2 separate regions of the Oncorhynchus mykiss genome follow, and region 1 is linked to region 2. The links are chromatin contacts, called in public Hi-C maps. All regions are on one chromosome and are shown on one strand. Each heading gives the region's core, a stretch centred on a gene start, on an enhancer-like site or on the middle of the called end of the contact. The rest is flanking DNA. Distances are from core to core; before and after follow the strand shown. Region 1 has its middle 18 kb from the start of LOC110534264. Region 2 has its middle 20 kb from the start of ruvbl2.

Evidence for each region. Hi-C and Micro-C count contacts between places; a contact is called where the count stands out from the background.
Region 1: a Hi-C map of liver shows a contact between it and region 2, with 4 times the contacts expected there. The contact joins two enhancer-like sites. A contact is called at or near these places in 3 of 3 Hi-C or Micro-C datasets (blood and liver).

What each region holds. Positions count from the first base shown.
Region 1 is chr10:52,875,876-52,883,174 of USDA_OmykA_1.1, reverse strand. No RefSeq gene overlaps it. Among protein-coding and RNA genes, the nearest start is that of LOC110534264, 18 kb to the left of the region's middle. Within about 2 kb of position 5,939, at least 4 of the 11 cell types and tissues checked have an H3K27ac peak or open chromatin away from gene starts, as enhancers often do. A contact at or near this core is called in liver, where this site is marked.
Region 2 is chr10:52,690,480-52,697,200 of USDA_OmykA_1.1, reverse strand. No RefSeq gene overlaps it. Among protein-coding and RNA genes, the nearest start is that of ruvbl2, 20 kb to the right of the region's middle. Within about 2 kb of position 2,045, at least 1 of the 11 cell types and tissues checked has an H3K27ac peak or open chromatin away from gene starts, as enhancers often do. A contact at or near this core is called in liver, where this site is marked.

The DNA.
Region 1 (7,299 bases), core at 4,690-7,189, 180 kb before region 2:
GGCTTTTCTCTCCCATTGTTCCCTCATCTTCGAGCTGCAGCCCTTGTCCTTCCCCTCGGACCGCTCGAAGATAGCGTATTTCATAACGCTGATGTCCGGGAAGACTCTCGCCTGGGCTACTGTGGTGTGGGAACAGCAATCTGCGGTGTGTTTCAGCCTGGAGGAGTTTGTGGCTGAGGTTTAAAAAAATATATATTCTCCGTTGTCCGAGAGCGAGGCTGCCCGGAAGTTACTCCAGCTTCGCCAAGACTTCCGCAGCGTGGCGGACTATGTGGTAGATTTCTGCACATTGGCTGCCGAGAGTGCCTGGAACCCGGAATCCCTGTTCGACACATTCCTTCATGGATGATCGGAAGAGGTTAAGGACAAGGTCGCAGCCCAGGAGCTATCTACAGATATCGACTCGCTCATCGCCTTGACAATTTGGATTTATGGGCGGCTATGGGAACGTAGGAGGGAGAGGAGGTCTGATTCCGGTCCCAATTGCTCTCCCAGGAATCGCGGAAGTCCACGGGGAATCGCGGAAGTCCACGGCGTCTACGTTCAAGCATTCGGGTGGAGAATCCAAGCTTACCCGAGTTCCCCCGAGAATCTCTGAGGTCTGCCGACTCACCTTTTCTGGAGCCGATGCAACTCGGCAGAGCTAGGCTATCTCCAGCCGAATGCTTACACAGACTTAACACCCAGAGTTGTCTGTATTGCTGAACTGCCGGTGATTATGTGTCTACCTGTCCATTAAAAGACCAGGCTCATCAGTAGGTATGGGTACTCTGGTGGGCCATATGGATAACTTTTCCTCTCACCTTACTTTGCTGTGGGGGCGACTAGTCAAAATCTCTCCGGGTTCTTGTTAATTCTGGGGCCGACATTTCATGGATGCCACCCTGTTGTCTGAGCTGGGCATCCCCACTCAGCAGCTCTCCATTCCCATGGATGTTAGAGCACTAGATGGGCGTGCTATTATAGGCAGGGTCACCAACAGTACTACTCCTTTCCACCTGCGTGTGTCCCGGAACCACAGTGAGTCTGTGCAGTTTATGCTCATCAAGTCTCCTCGGGTTCCCGTGGTATTGGGGTTTTCTTGGCACAATCCTCTTATCAACTGGACTGCTGGTACTATCATGGGCTGGAGCCCGTTCTGCCACGCCCATTGCCTGAAGTTGGCGCAGCCTACCCCGGGACATCTTCAAGTGGGTTCAGAAGAAGCATCAAATGAAGCACAGTCATAGCATATTAATAAACAAAAAATCTGACATTGTTTTTCATTGGAATTTGGTTGTGCTTTCAGATGGTTGAAAGCATAAGGATAACACAATGGAAATTCAACAAACTTTTGGTTTTCTTTTTGAGTTGGTGAATATTTTTGTAATCTCATTGATCAACGTCTCAAACAAATATTACCCAAGTATCCACGTTGAAATGATGTGGTGTGTGCCCAGTAGGTTCCGTCTGACATTTTAGTCATTTTTTGTTCAAATTACTTACGTGCTATGTTCTGCAATTCAACTTTTAGCTGCCAAGTACAGCATAGATGTAATAATATTATTAAACCACTAGCTACTACTGCTAAATACACCTTGAAGTGACCATTCCCCCTTTAAATTCAAACTGACCCCTGAACAACCCAATTACTATGGGGAACAACCAGCAGCACTTAAACATTTTTTTTAAGACCAGCGGTTGAATCTGCCAACCCAGCCATTTTATACAATTTTCCGGATTGAACTGGATTGAAAATAAAATAAAAGGCCCAAGCTTCCCTCTCACACCCAGCCTTTACTACTGCCAGCTGCTTCTTGCTAATGAGCACAGTAGGGGGGCATAGGGGGGCTGGGTTAGGCTGGGCAGCAGGAGAACCTGGGTTTGAGATTGAGACTTCTCCACTCCACCTCACGGAGTTCTCTGCCAATTCTCACTATTCTCTAGCCTGGTCAATCCACCAATGAAAATAACTACATAATTATGGGAATAAGGAGTAGTGAAGAAATATGGAGTTTAGTTACGTTTGAGTTTTGCAAGTGTGTGTTTCTATCTAAGTAAAAACATGTGGTGTAGTATTGTTGCCTTGTCCACTCCCACTAGGCAAAAACTGGTTGAATCAATATTCTTTTCATGTAATTTCAACCCCAAAAATGTATGTGATGACATTGAACAAATGTGGAAAACTAATTAGATATGCAAAAAGTCATCAACGTATGGTATTGTATTTTTTTCACCCAACTTTTAACCTCAATCCAATATGTTTTTTTCCACATTGAATTCACATTAGTTGACAACTCATTCAAATGTAAATCAAAGGCAGACGTTGAACTGTGCCCCAGTGGGGTGCTCTTTGAGCGTCCGTTGGATAAGTGTGCAATCTAATCATGTTCCACTAGATGACGGTGTTTCATCAGGAAAACAACTGCAATTGTACAGAATCAGATCGCCACACTGGCTATAGCACAGTTCAGTTTGAACTGAGCAGGAATGAAGTGAAACAGTGGAAAATATATTGTACATATACAATAAAGTAAAGTTTTCAGACAGTTTAACTATTGAACAGACCTATAATGTGGATGTGAATGTAAAGCTAGCAGTCTACCATTGGGGAGGCTCCTTGAGTATTGAGCAGATATTAGGTACATTTATCATCTGTCATGACAGTGTGCAGCATGTCAGCCATGTGGAGACTTAATGGGATGTTAATGTCCCTCTGTGTTCTGGGCACTAATTATTAATAAGCTAGGTGCCCTCCACCACCTGACTAATAAGCAGAGCTTATTAGAGGTAATTCCATTTACCAACATTGAAGATGCTACTGTCCCATCTATTCCTCATTAGAATGAGAAGAAAAAAAAGTTGTGAGGGAAACGAGGAGGGAGGACATGAGGAATCAAGGAAATACAATTGAGATTCACCCTCACTGTTATAATGCAACCCATTGGAGAAATTAAAAGGTTATTTACAATGAGAGTAATTAGAAAAAGTGCTTTTGATGCAGTCTTGTCGATTTCATTCATGACAACAAGACATTTATTTTGGAGAAATGAAACTGCCACTTCATTGGAAATTCTCTCAATTGTCTGTCAGTTCCCTTTCAGCTATGTGGAGTTTGCATGCTAGCACCCTCTGCTGAAGAATATTAGAATCATGCCTGATTAATTTATTCAATTCTTCCACTCTTCATCTAGAGCTTAGCAGAACAATTCACAATTAATTGGAATGCGAAATGTATCAGTCTTTACTCCAACTTAACTGTTCCACTTAAGGAGGGCGTGCTGATCCTGAGTTGCAGGATAGAGGGGTGGATCTGTACTCATGGTCGGATCACATGAAGCTATCTTCCCAGCATGGAAATATAGAGCTGGCTGAGAACTTGGTCTCCTTCGGTGTTAAACAGGACTCACGTTTGGATGACGAGTGTCGTAGGGGAATCCCTGGCTTCGAGCGCAGTGCACATTGAGTTTTGTCATCGAGTGCACAGGAGGTTGGTGGCACCTTAATTGGGGAGGACAGGCACGTGGTAATGGCTGGAGCAGAATGAGTGGGAAGGTATCAACAACATCAAACAGCCATTATTATGAGTTAAGTAGCTCCGCACTTCTCAGTGGAGTGGCTCGGAAGGAGCTTGGGGGCTAACCTAGTGGAGCAGCTGCACCTTTGGTTGACTGTCGCAGGTGCTCGAAATTATGAATGCTCACAAACAGCTTTTGTCTGTGCGCCCAAGCAATTGGTTCACCTTCATCGACCTGAAGGACGCAAACATTTCAATGCTGAGCCTACTCTGGTCCTCCCTTTTGGGCTTTCCCTCTTGCTTCCCACTTTCAACAAAGTTGTGGAGGCCAACCTGGTCTCAGAGCAAAACGTATTATATGTTACATAATATAGATGCCACTCCATTTAATATGATATGTTAGATTAGGTTACATTACATTTGCCTACCAATGTAATAGTGGTCGTACAATGTAATAAGAATTATAGGATGTATATAATATGTTACAAATTACAATTCGTATGATATGTTACGAATTCGCAATTTGTACAATATGTTATGATTTGCTAGGCTAGCATTCAAGGAGATAATTTGCCTTCTGTTGTCCCAGGCGCACGGGCAGGTCAGGCACCCGCAGCCAGAGATTTGGAACCTGTGTGACTTCGCCCCTGAAAGGTCCAATCTGATGGCAAGGGGTTTACCTCTGAACGTTATTGCTACTATACAGTCTGCAAGGGCACCCTCAGTGAGAGCGTTGTATGGATATACTGTAAGTGGTGGGTGTTGGACATTTAAATATTCCTACAGGTTTTTTTTTTAGCAGGGCCGCTCATTCACCTCCCTGAAGGTGTACACTGAGTGTACAAAAAATGCTCGTTCCATGAAATAGACTGACCAGGTGAATCAGGTGAAATGATCCCTTACTGATGTCACTTGTTAAATCCACTTCAATCAGTGTAGATGAACGGGAGGAGACAGGTTAAAGAAGGATTTTTAAGCCTTGAATCATTTGAGACATGGATTGTGTATGTGTGCCATTCAGAGGGTGAATGGGAAAGACAATAGATTTAAGTGTCTTTGAACGGGGTATGGTAGTAGTAGGTGCCAGGCGCGCCAGTTTGTGTCAAGTACTGCAATGCTGCTGGGTTATTCACACTCAACAGTTACCCGTGTATATCAAGTATGAGCCTTATGCATGTACATTGAGTGGACCAGGGGTATCCATTTGTATGACCAACTTTTGTCTGATTTTATAATCCGGCTGGTGGTAAAAAGCTTTCTAAGCAGCGTCTCTCCTGCTGGATTGTGGAAGCTATTTCTCTGGCATATGACAGCAGGGGGGGTCTGGCGGCATCTTGGATGTTGTTTAAAGGGTTTCCTGTGGGAGATATTTGTGCTGTGAAGAGTTGAGCATCACCACACACCTTTGTTCAGGATAGACACCACACAGTTCGGGATATGTGGGTACCTACCTGCAAACACACGCACACACACACACACAAACACACACTCTTTCGGGGAAAACATTCATGTTGTAATAGTTCAACCAGCAATTAAAACACATTGGGTACTGTGTACCCCTTTTCTAGATACTTAATCTAAGCACTGCTTAGTTTCCCGTTTGCCCGGACCATACAGGAAACTGTAACAATGGCTAATAAATTGTCCAGGGCGGTCAATGGAGGGAACCAGTAGTTAGGGGGAAAGAAGGGGAGTCAAGGGGAGGTAGAGCGGACATGCTCAAATGTTTACTCGGGGACAGGGCACATTCCACAGTGAAGCATATGAATAAACCCTTGACACAATCACATGGAAAAATACAAACACACAAGCACCCACGCACATATCCACACAAACACAAATGCAAACACACACACACACACACACACACACACACACACACACACACACACACACACACACACACACACACACACACACACACACGAGAGACACACATTATAGACAATGACTAATGCATGGAACACAAATACGCTCAGATTACATTGTTCTCAGAGGGTACAATAGGATAAACATGTATTTTTTCCCATTCTATTTAGAGAATTGTAGTTAATTTCTAGCTTTCTGTTCTATATTTGCTGGCATGTGCGTTATGTTCCATTTCCTTGAAGTGCTAAACCCACATAACTAAGATTAACTAATTGTATTTGTATGGCTAAACCATTATATAACACTGAGCTGAACCAAACTGTGCTGTCCTGTGCTGAACTGAGCTTTGCCGGCTGTGCTGTGCTGTGCTATGCTATGCTATGCTGTGCTATGCTGTGCTGTGTGCTATGCTATGCTATGCTATGCTGTGCTGTACTTTACTATACTTTACTGTACTTTACTGTGGTGTGCTGTGCAGTATTGAACAGAACTGAGCTGTGCTGTTCTGCACTACATCCCCCTGTCATTCTCAACCATCCCAGTCTGAGTGAGAGGGCCCTTGTTGATAAGGCACCTCACCACGTTTGGGGATGTGAAGTTGCCCTCCCTCCCTTCCTTATCTCCCACCAGCTGGTGAGGGTGATGTGACATCATAGAGAGAGAGAGCTCCTTCTCCCCCCCCCCACCCACTTTCTGTGCTGCTGGGCTCTTCCCTTCCTTCATGTGCCCACATAGTTACATCATAGGAGACCAGGGGCAATGGTAACACCTTGAAGTTCTCGGAACAGAGTACATGCCCATTTTAGGTTCTGTCCCCGCTTGAAAAGCAAAATATCTCACAATTTTTTTTCTTTTTTTTTCTATCGGTTGTGTTTTACTTATACTGTCCTGAATGTTAATGTCCAATCGATTTAACTAGGATCATTTCCATCACTATATGTTGGCTAAACATTGACATGAATGACGTTTTATTATTGTTGTCTCTTGCTAGGCACATGAGGTTTTGTCAGGACTGCTGGGTTTGGGGCAATTGTAACGCAGTGTTAAAATATGAAAATAAGTTATTTTATCTTTAAGATTGTATGAATTATACATTAATTATACAAATACTACATTTAAATAGACTTGGAATAATGTAGAGTGCAAAAGAAGTTGTAAACATATACATATCTAACTGTGTTACTCGGGTCAACCTTGAGAACATGCCCCCCGCCTATGTCTGTCTGTGTCAAGAGCAGCTCCATCCGAGGCAGTCAGTGACCACCCTATGTCCTGTAGTAGAAATGTCCTGTATTTACCAAGTCATGAGAGCAAACCACACACAAGTCAGAGTTATCATAAAGTCCATCTTTAATTATATGAGCTCCATCACAACCCTGTGACTATCAGATCAATTCAGTTTCTATAAAATGAATTATCTCATTGCAACTGAGATCCTTTGTAGCAAAGACACACATAGCCAGACAGCATTGGCTATAAATTATCGTCCAGCTTTGTCTCCTAAACTATGTTATTTTCTCGCTCTCAGGACCATAAAACAAAACCTATCTCAACAGGCATATATCAAATACACCCCTCCTGGACAAGATCACAGAGACACAGTGACTGGCACACAGACATTGTGGAGCCAAGAGATACAGTGCCTTGCGAAAGTATTCGGCCCCCTTGAACTTTGCGACCTTTTGCCACATTTCAGGCTTCAAACATAAAGATATAAAACTGTATTTTTTTGTGAAGAATCAACAACAAGTGGGATACAATCATGAAGTGGAACGACATTGGATATTTCAAACTTTTTTAACAAATCAAAAACTGAAAAATTGGGCGTGCAAAATTATCCAGCCCCCTTCAGTTAATACTTTGTAGCGCCACCTTTTGCTGCGATTACAGCTGTAAGTCGCTTGGGGTATGTCTCTATCAGTTTTGCACATCGA
Region 2 (6,721 bases), core at 796-3,295:
CAACCAGCTTCACCTGGAATGCTTTTCCAACGGTCTTGAAGGAGTTCCCACATATTCTGAGCACTTCAGCTTTGCCACGAGTGTTTCCAAGCTGTCATTTTTTTTATTTATTTTTAATTTCACCTTTATTTAACCAGGTAGGCCAGTGTAGTAAAAGTTATCATTTACAACTGCGACCTGGCCAAGATAAAGCAAAGCAGTGCGACAAAAAACAACAACAACATAGTTACAAATGGGATAAACAAAAGTACAGTCAATAACAGTAGAAAAATGTATATACAGTGTGTGCAAATGAGGCAAGGAGGTAATACATTAAATAGGCCATATTAGCAAAGTAATTACAATATATCAAATTAACACTGGAGTGATAGATGTGGAGATGATGATGTGCAAGTAGAAATACTGGTGTGCAAAAGAGCAGAAAAAAGCAAATAAAAACAATATGGGGATGAGGTAGGTAGTTGGATGGGCTATTTACAGATGATCGGTGTACAGCTGCAGCAATCGGTGAGATGCTCAGATAGCTGATGCTTAAAGTTAATGAGGGAGATATAAGTCTCCAACTTCAATGATTTTTGTCATTCGTTCCAGTCATTGGCAGTAGAGAACTGGATGGAAAGGCGGCCAAAGAGGTGTTGGCTTTGGGGATGACCAGTGAGATATTCCTGCTGGAGCGCGTGCTACGGGTGGGTGTTGTTATGGTGACTAGTGAGCTGAGATAAGGCGGAGCTTTACCTAGCAAAGACTTATAGATGACCTGGAGCCAGTGGGTCTGGTGACGAATATGTAGCAATGGCTAGCCGTCATCAAGGCAAAGGGTGGCTACTTTGAAGAATCTCAAATATAAAATATATGTGTTTAACACTTCTGGTTACTACACGATTCCATATGTGTTATTTCATAGTTGTAATTTATTCACTATTATTCTACAATAATCAATAAAAATAATGAAAAACCATGCAATGAGTAGGTGTGTCCAAACTTTTGATGGTTCTGTATACTTTTTTAAATGTCAACGTCGAAAATAGCTCAGTATATGTTTCATTTAAACACTTTTTTTGCTCATCTTTATCAAGGGTGCCAATAAATTAGGTAATGACTGAATATATCTTATATATTGTTACATAGTACTCCATTTCATTCCGTGGCTCTAATCCCTACTCAACCCCCCTCCTATTCTGTATAGTGAGGGATAGATATGCTCAGCTCCACACTGTGCTCCACCACGCCTTGGCACCCCACTGTAATATCTGGAGGGGGAAGAATATGTTGAAGTGTAGAGGTGCAGAGAGCCAGGAGGATCAATGAGAGAAGAAGATTAAGAGAGGAAAAGATCCGACTAGAGGAGAGTAAAGTGTCCGTGAGCTTTCTCTCCCATCTCTCTTCTCATGCAACTCTCAGGTGTTTGAAGTGTATATGACCATAGCCCCTCTTTCTCCTTTTGACCCAAGCCCAGGTGTAAGGATGTGTGAGATATGGAAGGGTGGGAGAGAGGCTTACCATGTCAAAGAGCTACACCCTAAATCCCCCCATAAGCAGGCAATGTCGGAAATGTGACTGTCAATGCAAAACCATCACACTGTCACAGGGTTTCGGGAGTTGGTGTGTAAAAATAGTAGTCCGGGTATAGTGTGTCTGTGCAGATTAAGAGAGGATCTACTGTATTTTTTTTATGTAAAAAATATCACACTTGCTTTCAGACCATGGGCTGTGGCTCATGTGGGTTCCAACTGGGCACACACTGGTTGAATCAACGTTGTTTCCACGTGTGGAGCTGACAGAGGAACATTTCACCTATTCACATATAGGAGGAGAGAAAAGCCCACAAATGGACATGGAGTCACACCTTTGATGGTACAAAAAGGTGTTGTTTGCTTTCCCACACTAAAAACAAAGTTCTTGCTCCAGTGACAAAAATAGTCTGCCTTCGGCGGCACAAATATTTTGGTGGCCAGCCACAGCTCCTATCTACGGCCTACACACGGACTGGGTTGTTGGCTGGCTGGCCCACTGGCCTCCTGGGCCTGGCCTTGGCTAAACATAGCAGGTCTGGATCATATCCAGGGCCTATATTCAGGTCTGGACCAAATCCAGGTTAACAGGGCAAAGAGGAGAACATAGCAGGGCCCCTATTCAAAAGCGACGATCTAGGATCAGGTCCCCTGTCCATATAATCATACTCATTATGATCTATAAGGCTAAACTGATCCTAGATCAGCACTCATACTACTTTGTGACTACCAAAACCAGGACAGCAGGGCACTGAACACTTATATGAAGATGCAGGTTTTACAAAATGAAAGATGAAAAGCCTATAAGCCTATAATATTCCCAACATTTTTGATGCCTGACGAAAACTTTAAAATAAAACATTTAATAATAAAACTGCAGGAGCATTCAACAGTGCGCAGGTATCCATCTTTTTTTGTGCTCCCTAATAGCCCTTTTAAAACGTTGATTGAAATTCCGTTCCTTTCCCCAGCCCATCAATAAACTTGGCACGTTGCAGTGGGGGGGATAGTCAGGGGGGATGTGCAGAGAGAGAAGCACCATAGATCCTAAATGAGACGGAGGTAGGCAGTGTTAGATACCGGAGTTTTGAACTGCATCAAACCTTCTGCACTCCATATACACTGTACACATAAGCACACACACACAGAGAGCGTGGGGAAGGGGGAGAGAAGAAGACAGAGACACAGGCCTTTACTCCGCACTCTCTACTCCGTGACCTGGAAACCGATAAGTGGCCTAGTGGTCGACGAGAGCGTCAATTCATTAGTAGGCAAACGGAAGACGGTCCTCCCCTCCTCAATAGCCTCCTTTTGGCGAGGAAGCACAAGTGTATCCTACCTGAGTCCTTTGCAGAAGGGTTTTGAAATCTGCCACACCACCTTGGAATCAGCTATTGTTTTCTCGAAGGAGAAAAGCATGCAAACATTTAAAAATTAGATGCTACTTATCCCTTTATCTATAAAATGTCTTGCACAACTAGCTACATTTGTTTTTATCACATAATTATACATGTATTTTGGGATTCCACCCTGTAAACGTAATTTGGCTAATGACACGCGATTGAGTCTCATTTCATACAAGCATATTTTCATCCACCTTCCCTCTCGTCATCGCCTCGCCTCGATTACCTTTGACCTTTTTCAAAAGAAGGTAAGAGAGGACGCAGGAGTTGTACAAATCCAATTAAGAAAAGGCCAGAGAGAGAGTGATAGAGAGAGTGAGTGAGCGCTAGAACAAGAGAGAGCGAGATTGATCAATGCTGCAGAGGAACAGATTGCTTGGTTCCCTTCTGGACAGCCACTGGACATCCCCTGTTACTTCCCCAACACACACACAGTGCCTACTGTACACCAACACCATTGCATAACAGTCACAGTGCTCCAGCTCTGCATGATGCGCTCCTTTTAAAATGATAGCACAGGGCTTCTGAATATTCAAATCAGCATATAGCCCACCAGGGGAGGGGAAGGTAGGGCAGTAGTCTATCTTTCTACCATTCTGCACCGCACCATCTACCCAATCATCTCCCTCCTTGTAAAAACCCACCCATCTATCCAATCATCTTTCCCCTAGTTAAATGTATCCCTCATGACATTGATGCCCTAAACCCAGGGAGGCATCGGTTGGAGGGAGGGAGCGAGCAGCAGAGGATCCATCAGGCCCCAGTGGGAGGGAGACAGGCAGCGAGCAGCGGCCCACACTTAGGCAGTATGGGTAGGAAGGGGATTTATGGGATGTGGACAATCTGGATGATCCAAGCACACGATAACACACACACACCTTCCCACCATAGATAACCAGATGTGTTACATATTCATATCCCGTAGGAGGCTGACAGCAACCAGGCAGGCAGGTCCAACCAATGGGCACTGGTTGGATCTTCAAATCTGATCTCATTTGGCTCTGAAACCTCTGAAACTTCACCCTCACATATAGAAAAGGATTGATAGTGCTGGTGACATCCTAATTGGCTGTGATAATAAATAATAGGCATCTTTAAAGGTCCACTCAATGATATTTACAGTTATTTTTTACCCTTTAAACTAAAATATTCAAACCCCTTGACTTTCTCCACATTTTGTTACGTTACAGCCTTATTCTAAAATGAATTTTCTCAGCAATCAACACAATCCCCATAATAACAAACGAAAACAGGCTTTTAGACATGGTGCAAATGTATTTAAAAAAAAATTAAATACCTTATTTACATTCAGACCCTTTGCTATGAGACTTGAAATTGAGCTCATGTGAATCCTGTTTCCATTGATCATCCTTGAGATGTTTCTACATCTTCATTGTTAAATTCACCTGTGGTAAATTCAATTAATTCGACATGATTTAGAAAGGCACACACCTGTCCCACAGTTGTCAGAGCAAAAACCAAGCCATGAGGTTGAAGGAATTGTCCGAGACAGGATTGTGTCAAGGATCAGATCTGCGGAAGGGTACCACGTCTGGAGGAACCCTGGCACCATCCCTATGGTGAAGCATGGTGGTGGCAGCATCATGCTGTGGGGATGTTTTTCAGTGGCATGGACTGGGAGACTAGTCAGGATTGAGGCAAAGATGAACGGAGCAAAGTACAGAGAGATCCTTGACGACAACCTCCTCCAGAGCACTTAGGACCTCAGTCTGGGGCAAAGGTTCACCTTGCAACAGAACAACAACCCTAAGCACACAGCCATGACAACACAGGAGTGGCTTCGTGACAAGTCTCTGAACGTCCTTGAGGGGCCCAGCCAGACACCCGAAAAGGCCCTCATCCCCATTTCTCCCCAGGAGAAAGAAACAGAGGTTTCGCGGAAGGAGATCGTGGTGTCTTTATAAGATCAGATGACTAGTACGGCCAACGTACAATCGCTGGATAATAAAATGGAAGAACTAAAAGCACGTATATCCTACCAACGGGACATTAAAAACTGTAATATCTTATGTTTCACCGAGTCGTGGCTGAACGATGACATGAATAACATACAGCTGGCGGGTTATACACTGTACCGGCAGGATAGACCAGCAACCTCTGGTAAGACAAGGGGTGGCAGTCTATGTATATTTGTAAACAACAGCTGGCATGAACTGCACGATATTTAAGGAAGTCTCAAGGTTTTGCTCGCCTAACATAGAGTATCTCATGATAAGCTGTAGATCACACTATCTACCTAGAGAGTTTTCATCTATATTCTTTGTAGCTGTCTATTTACCACCACAAACCGATGCTGGCACTAAGACCGCACTCAATGAGCTGTATACGGCCATAAGCAAACAGGAAAACGCTCATCCAGGTGGCACTCCTAGTGGCTGGGGACTTTAATGCAGGAAAATGTAAATCCATTCTACCTAATTTCTAAGAGCATGTTAAATGCGCAACCAGAGGGAAAAAACTCTAGACCACCTTTACTCCACACACAGAGACGCGTACAAAGCTCTCCCTCGCCCTCCATTTGGCAAATCTGACCATAATTCTATCCTCCTGATTCCTGATGTCGTGTCTTTGGCAATGCCGGATTAAGTGATATGACATGCTATTCTATAAAATAATTTATCCGTAATTAATATTATCTGATTGAGCTAATCAATGTAAATGTAATTAACTAGAGAGTCGGGGCACCACGAAATAATATTTATAGAGCTGTTATCTTCCGAATAAACTCTTAAAGACCTATAAACTCTTAAAGGCCAAATAAACTCTTAAAGACATCAATACCAGTCAATATTAATAGTCAGCTTAATTCAGTCTCATCTGAAAGTTGTACATTCTTGGTTATCTGCATAAACCCTGGCTAACAAGTTGAATCAGAAATACAAAATTGGGTTTAATTATTTATTTACTAAATACCTAACTAATCACACAGAAATACACATACACATAATTAATCAACTTGATTACAAATTACGTCATAAAGGAATGACAGCTTGTTACACAAAAGAAAAGGGGCTGGGTTTGAGTGAAACTACAGCTCAGCTTTCAACACCACAGTGCCCACAAAGCTGATCACTAAGCTAAGGACTCTGGGACTAAACACTTCCCTTTGCAACTGGATCCTGGACATCCTGATGGGCCATCTCCAGGTGGTAAGAGTAGGCAACAACATGTCTGCCACGCTGATCCTTAACACTGGGGTCCCTCAGGGTTGTGTACTTAGTCCCCTCCTGTACTCCCTCTTCACCCACGACTGCGTGGCCAAACACGACTCCAAACACGACTCTGGCACCACCAGTGTGGTGCCAGGACAACAACCTCTCCCTCAATGTGAGCAAGACGAAGGAGCTGATTGTAGACTACAGGAAAAGGCGGGCCGAACAGGCCTCCATTAACATCGACTGGGCTGTAGTTGAGCAGGTTGAGAGTTTCAAGTTCCTTGGTGTCCACATCACCAACAAACTAACATGGTCCAAACACACCAAAACAGTCGTGAAGAGAGCACGACAAAACCTTTTCCCCCGCAGGAGACTGAAAAGATTTGCCATGGGTCCCCAGTTCCTCAAAAAGTTCTACAGCTGCACCATCGAGAGCATCCTGACCGGTTGCATCACCGCCTGGTATGGCAACTGCTCAGTATGTGAGCGTAAGGCTCTACATAGGGTAGTGCAAACGGCCCAGCACATCACTGGGGCCAAGCTTCCTGCCATCCAGGACCTATATAATAGGCAGTGTCAGAGGAAAGCCCATAAAATTGTACCGGAGCGGCAAGTCTAGGACCAAAAGGCT